2 separate regions of the Anas platyrhynchos genome follow, and region 2 is linked to region 1. The links are chromatin contacts, called in public Hi-C maps. All regions are on one chromosome and are shown on one strand. The core of a region is the stretch at or near the end of the contact, and the rest is flanking DNA. Distances in the headings are between cores, read along the strand shown.

Evidence for each region. A called contact is a pair of places that touch in the nucleus more often than the background predicts.
Region 2: a Hi-C map of skeletal muscle shows a contact between it and region 1, with 2.3 times the contacts expected there. The contact joins the promoter of RP2 here to the enhancer-like site in region 1. A contact is called at or near these places in 3 of 8 Hi-C or Micro-C datasets (liver, skeletal muscle and subcutaneous adipose tissue).

What each region holds. Positions count from the first base shown.
Region 1 is chr1:137,433,718-137,437,108 of IASCAAS_PekinDuck_T2T, reverse strand. JADE3 (jade family PHD finger 3) reads left to right here. Exons shown (of 11, transcript XM_038173166.2): 6 at 553-764; 7 at 2,661-2,828. Among named protein-coding and RNA genes, the nearest start is that of JADE3, 41 kb to the left of the region's middle. Within about 2 kb of position 1,523, at least 4 of the 8 cell types and tissues checked have an H3K27ac peak or open chromatin away from gene starts, as enhancers often do. A contact at or near this core is called in subcutaneous adipose tissue, where this site is marked.
Region 2 is chr1:137,496,506-137,499,896 of IASCAAS_PekinDuck_T2T, reverse strand. It overlaps RP2 (RP2 activator of ARL3 GTPase), which reads left to right and starts at 1,874. Exons shown (of 5, transcript XM_027446962.3): 1 at 1,874-2,126. The coding sequence starts at 1,983.

The DNA of each region.
Region 1 (3,391 bases), core at 274-2,773:
TCATGGCTTTTCTGGGTCTGAAATCACCATCCCTGGAGATTTTCAAGGTCTGACTGGGTGTGTTTGTGAGCAGCCTAATCTGGATTCAGTGCTGGCCCTGCTCTGAGCAGGGAGCTGGGCTGGATCCCTCCAAGGCCAATTCCCACCTGAATGATACCGTAATCCTTTACGTTCAGGGAGTGGAAGAAACATTCTGGCACTGGAGAGAACAGTTTAGTACCAGAAGGCACTCTGTTTTAGCAGTCATTTATCTTTTCCATCTCCCTGTTTATCAGGTGCAACAAGAAATCAAAATGATCAGCCATCTCCTTGTCCAGCAGTTGGAGTGATGTTTTTTGTCTTATGCACAACCCAGACTTTTACTTCAATAGTCGTTCTGTTTGTATTTATAAAACCCTGCTAAAATTAGCCAGTGAATGATAAAAGGCTTTTTAAATTTAAGTCGTGTATGCTGTGGTAGTTGCTGGAAGTTGTGCTTTATGTCCCCATCTCAGACCAGGTCAAAAGCACCTGACTGTCTCCCAATTCCCCCCTCCCCGTTCTGCACTGCAGGGTGCGGGCCCCTGGATGAAAACACGATGGAAAAGACGATTGAAGTGCTGGAGCGGCACTGCCACGAGAACATGAATCATGCGATTGAGACTGAAGAAGGGCTGGGCATAGAGTACGATGAAGATGTCATCTGTGATGTGTGCCGGTCCCCTGACAGCGAAGATGGGAATGATATGGTGTTTTGTGACAAGTGTAACATCTGCGTCCATCAGGTCGGTGCCTGCGGAGGCGTTGACACTGTCCTCTGGTCTTTGTTTACCTTGGCAAGCGTGGAATTTGAGCTGGTATTAAACATGGAGGGCTTTGCCATTTGCTGGGTAAGGAGGGTGGTGCAATACCAAGCCCAAATTCTGTAGTCTGGGAGTTACAGCAGGTAAGTGGCCGAGCACAGTCTGTGTGTGGACCTCTGTCACCCAGCAGGAGTGTGAAGCGTCCTCAGGACTTGCAAGCGCTTTCTCTGTGACCATAAAGCCCTTTATTAACCCTCCTTTTGAAAATAAATAGGGTGGAGAGCGCTGCCTGCCTATATGTAAAGAATTCAAAGACAGCTTATTTAAGAGCTGGGGTTTTTCCCTCCTTGATTGACTTGTTAACTTGTTAAGAAAGCCTGGCAGCAACCAGAAAGAGTTATCACTTCGATTTTTAATCTGGATGGGCCCTGCTTCACCAAGCAGCCTCAGGTCTGTTCGTCATCACGCCGCTTGGAGGCGGGGAGGAGGAGTGCGAGAGATTTCCTCCTTCACAGTGCCCTCTCATGCCAGCTCAGCCAGATTGCCAAGTTACTGGTTTGGTAGCCTAGGCCGCCTCCACTCATTAGCTGGATTAAATTAGGGAACGGTTTACGTCCGTCTCCAGCCTCCTAAATGTGATCTTTTGGTATAATGCCACTTCTGCATCAGTAATAGAAAGAGTGTTGGTGGGAACGTGCCTCAGAACAGGAAAAAAATAAATCACTTGTAAAATTGAGATTACAGCTCCCCCTGTTGGGTTTTTACAACAGTCAGACATGAAAATAGCGTTCAGGTTAGTCTGTCCTGGTGGTTCTGTAATGCAGGATTTCACTCAGGAAAGTCCCCCTCTCTCTAGGCGTGAGGGGAATGCGCAGTGTTTGGTGATACTGCTTCATGGTCAGTACCAGAAGGGGAAGCAAGCACGGGGATTTTATACTGGATTTGAATCTAAAAGGCTGGTTACAGCTGGCAAGGCTTTCAGTCTGACTGTTCCCAGATAGGGTGTTGGGAATGGTGTGATTTCCTTAGAAAGCAGCCCTGTTGGTAAGGCTTCTTGCTGTGAGTGGTGTCGGATACACTCAGCTTTAAGATGTGCCTGTATTCAATAGGGTACAGGTGTAGTTTGCCATGAAGGAGAGCTATGAATCTGAATTAGAAAGCAAAGTGCATTTCTTATTTCTTTTTAATCCTCAAATTTAGGAAAAGGTAAGAAATCCCTCAATTTTCAAGGGGTCAAACGCAATATTCAGGGAAATAGGCCTAAAAAAGAGCATCTCATCATTTCAGTATGTACTGTAACTCTAGTTTGAATGTATATATATAAAGTCAAATGATAGAATGTCAGAACTGTAACCACAAAGATAATTTAATACTGTATGCAAAAATCTTCAGAAAAATCTTCAAAAACCAGCTCACTGCTTCACATCTAAACATATTTATGTTACTGTAAAGTTGTTAGCGATAGGAAATGGTGATTTTTAGGAAGGTCTACATAAATGCTGAAGCTAATTTAAAGAGATGTCTCCTTTTTTTCTTCAGAAACTTAAAAAGTTTATTAAAAAAAAATAGTTAATTGCTAAATGCAAAGATGAAGGTTCTTAATGGCAGTGTTTGTTCAGTCACAATGGCTGTTCTGTGCTGTGAACAAACAATACCAAGACACATACTTTAAAAAGAAGCAGGCGTAGAAAGCATTTGTTTTATAGGCTGTAAATCTCTTTGATCACCTGACTCCTTTTAAGGTAACGAAATTGGAGAAGGATTAAGCAAAGGCCAAACTGTGCCTTTAGGATCTGAAAGCTTTGTGCTGTATGAAAATCAATGTTTGGATGTGAAATCCTATTAGTGCAATGATCTCGATCCCTGTTTTCTCCCAAGGCGTGCTACGGAATCCTAAAAGTCCCTGAAGGGAGCTGGCTGTGCCGCACCTGCGTGCTGGGGATACACCCCCAGTGCCTCCTGTGTCCCAAACGAGGAGGTGCCATGAAAGCCACCAGGACAGGGACCAAGTGGGCGCACGTGAGCTGTGCCCTCTGGATTCCAGAGGTAAAGCCGAATTTCCAACTCATCCTTCTGTATCATGGTCCCTACTATCCTCTTTCTTCTCTTCTTCCTCCTCCTTGTTCCCTCCTTTGCTTTTTCACATTTTCATGATTTTAATATATCTATATGGCTTAGTCCTGGGCTTTATTCTGAGTCTGCAGAACCTGCAAAGGCTGGGAGAGAGAGATTAATCCCTTTGTTGGCCGTTTCCCCCGCCGACACACTGAGCAAGCACTCCTTGGTGTCGTTGCGGTACCCGAGTGACCTGCTGGAAGGGCTTACTGATGTAAGATAGCGTTCGCTGCGTGACTGCAGCTTCGTTACCTCTCTTAGCTCCTGATAAATGTGTGCGCTCTTAGTTAGGTGTATAATTTGCCTGAATACATTCACTTTTTTTAAAAACGAACAAACAAAACAAAACACAAACATACTACATGATTTGTATTGGATGGACTCTGAGATCGGCAGATGTTTGTAGTTAAGGTATTTTAGAATGATTTTTTTCTGAATGGTAGGGAGAAGAAAAATCTTCTACATTATATTTTGTAAGAAAAGGCTTTAGTTGC
Region 2 (3,391 bases), core at 625-3,124, 62 kb before region 1:
TTTAACCGTGTGCCCGGCTTTTTGCTCTTGCTGAAATCCCACTGCAATCTGTAGGTTTTGGCGCGTGCATACATGCCTTGCTGAATCAGCACTGCAGCTTGTTATCTCAATTGCTGCCCTATTAGCCAGAAACCACACAAGGCACTCTCCATAAACTTTGTTGTCGTTACATTGCATCTGCACGTAGCATTACACTGAAGAGCCTTGCCTGCCTCAGCGAGGTGCTCAGCTGGAGCACAGGCTCCTCTGGCGTGTTGGTTGGGCAACTCCCAGGTTGTGGCGGCTGGCTTCTTATCACAAAAAAGGATCTAGGATCTCAGCTCTTGTGTAACAGCTGTGAAACTGCAACTGCTAAACAAGAATATGCTTTACAGACGAAAACTTCATTTTGCTCTGTTTGAGAAAGTGCAGTCAAAACATGAGCAGCCCTGAAGCAGACTGTGACCCCTCTCAGCTGCAGAGTTTCTGCCACAGAAACAGCTTGCAGCAAAATTCAGATTAATGTGTTCTCTGTGTCATACATTATGCCGTCCTAATATTAGGATGCATACTTTGACTGTGTAGGATATATTAAATGATGGCCTTACTTACACATGATTCTTTCATTCATTTGGCCAACAGTATTTAATTTATGGCTTTTGGGGTCTACTTAGATTTTCAGTTTTAAAAAAAAAAAAAAAAACTTGGGTTGGGAATATCAGAAAGGTTATTTCTGAACAAACAAGTTAGCAAAAATGAACTGTTCTGTTTTGTTATTTGTGCTTTTCCTCGTCGTAGTATATCAGTTCACGGTGACCTGGGACACAGCCACACGGGTCCATTGTTCCTACTTAACTAACCCCAGTGTTAAAGCTGTGTACCACACCTACCAGGCTTGCTGCTGAGGACAGCTACAAAAATCAGTCCCAAATCAGCAGTAACAATGCAAAAATAGATCATAATACATTGCAAAATTAGCCATATTATTTGTTCATCTTGGTCTCAAGTCCCGGACCAACTTCTGTTGGTTGGTGCTCAGTCTGGCGAGAGCCCCTGGCATTAGGGAACCTGCAAGGAGAAACGAAAAAGGGCCAGTGTGATGTGATCCCAGAGTATGCGATGATTTCTGTGTGAGATTACTCAGTATACGTCATCTGCTTCTGTGGAAAAAAAAAGAAAAAAAAAAGAGGGTCTGTTTAGACACAAACGCACAGATGTCTAATTAAAATGGTTGCTTCTCACATCCATCAGTTACCCAACACAGTTTACCACATGTCTGTGCAAACATTTGTGCATAGGTGGTGGGGGATTCCGGTAAGCAGCTGGAGGCACGGGATGCTTTCTGGGAACAGCTCTGTCATCACCGTGCATCAAAACACAGTCTGAGGGGATGAGCCCAGCGGTAAATCCCCTTCTCCTCCTTTCTGCCGAATACATGAAGAATTGCCCCTGCCGCGTGTAATTTCTCTCTCCCGTAAGTCACAGTTTCAAATGAGTGTAGGTGAATCTAATCTGAACTAGGAAGGCTTTCAAAGCTTTGCCTGGATGAGCTGCACCTCAAGCAGAGGATTTGTGACCCTTGCTGACAGAAAACCCGAGCTGAGCTTTGAGGAAGTAGCAGCCGTGAAGTCCTTTATTTTTTTCTCTTCTTGACTTTCGCGTCTTACAGACGACATTTCGAGGTCTTCTCCATGCCCAGCAGGACTAAAACCTGCCCTTAAACAAGACGCTCCCCAGATCTGTCACCAGGGGCAGGGGCAGCGCCGCCCCCCGCCAGCCCCTGAGGGGCCGCGGGCACGCGCGCGGGGGCACCCGGAAGCGGGGCGGGGCGGGGCGCGGGCACGGCGCTGCGCTGGCGCGCGCGCTCCCGATGCTCCCCCCCCCCCTCCCCTCCCTTCCCCTCCCCGCCCCGCCCACTCCGCGGCCGCGGGCGCGCGCCGGGGCGGTTGGAGCGCGCGGCGGCCGTTACCGGTTGCCGTTAGCGGTTGCCCTCAGCGGCGGCCATGGGCTGCTGCTTCTCCAAGCGCAGGAAGGCGGCGCAGGGCGGGCAGCAGCAGCAGCAGCAGCAGCAGGCGGCCGGAGCTGACGGGGAGCCGGCGGCCGGAGAGGAGAAGGCGCCGCAGTACAGCTGGGAGCAGCGGGCCAAGGTGCGGGGCCGCGGGGCGCGGCTCGGAGGGTGCCGGTCCCGCCTCAGGATCCCCTCAGGGTCCCCTCAGGATCCCCTCAGGGTCCCCTCAGGGCGTATCTCGCCTGCCAGCACCTGTTGGAGGGTGAAACTGGCCGTGCGGTGCGGCTGGCAGCCGGGTGCCTTCTTCCTGAGGGGCTTGGGGTTGTTTCCTCTTTTATTTATTTATTTTATTTTAGCGCTGTTTGGTTTTTAAATGCTGCCGGGGCTGTCGAAGCGTCCCGGCAGCCCGCTGTGGAGGGCTGGGTGAAGGCAGCTCCTGACCCCTCGGAGCCTCAGCGCCCAAGTCCCGCATTCAGCACGCTTCGTCCCAGGTTTGGCTTCCGAAATGCCCTGCCCTCATAATCCTCCTCCTCCTCTGGTCGCCTCTGCACGGGGAAGGAGAAAACGGGGCAGAACTTAAACTTAATTTGTGTGGTTTTGAGCAGGCAGAATCCCCAGACCTTTAGGCCATGTTTTACAAGTATAGGAAAGAAAACATGTGAGCTTATTTGAATGCTCAGCTTGCTTGCTTGCTTGTTTTTGTAACCTGGCTAGGTGCTCCGGGGTGTCCCTTAAGCCTTCCAAGTAGATTAAGACAAGCTGTGGTGGAGATGCACACAGGAGCGTGCCCCAGCGGAATCAGCTCCTGGAGGATAAAGGAGGTTGATCTGTGCCGGGCTTGTTGCTGTTGGACTGCGCTTACAGGGAGAGCAGAATGAATCCCTGTGCAAAAGGGTATTGCTAGCTGAGCACTGAGCACAGTGTCATTTAACCGTAGAGCAACTTGGTCGGATAAAGCTCAGCTCATATGAGATTTCTTTTACCTCCTCTGCTTACGTGGCACTAAGTTCTCAAACTGTAACAGGAGGAAAATCGGGACTTAGAAACACTTGATTTGGAGAACAACCAACCTCCTGGCAAGGGAGGTGACTGTTAATGTGCTGGAAGTAGGTGCGAGTTAACAGACTGGGCTATTACAGCATGAAAAAGCTAGCTCTGGGGTGGGAAAAAGCATGTAATGCATTGTGTATACAACAACTTCCTCTTTGTAGAAAGGACTCTGAGAAACGGGAAGAATCTGATTTCGGGCTGTTCTGCTGAACTGTGGAAGCCGTCAAATTATCTGCTTAATTTGGTACAGTGCAGCCCAAGAACAGCTACGGGATGTCCCAGCCCGCTTCTCCTGCTCTCTGCTTGCAGCAGCCGTTGGGATTTTAAGTGTGCACATGGGAGCAGGAGGGCAGT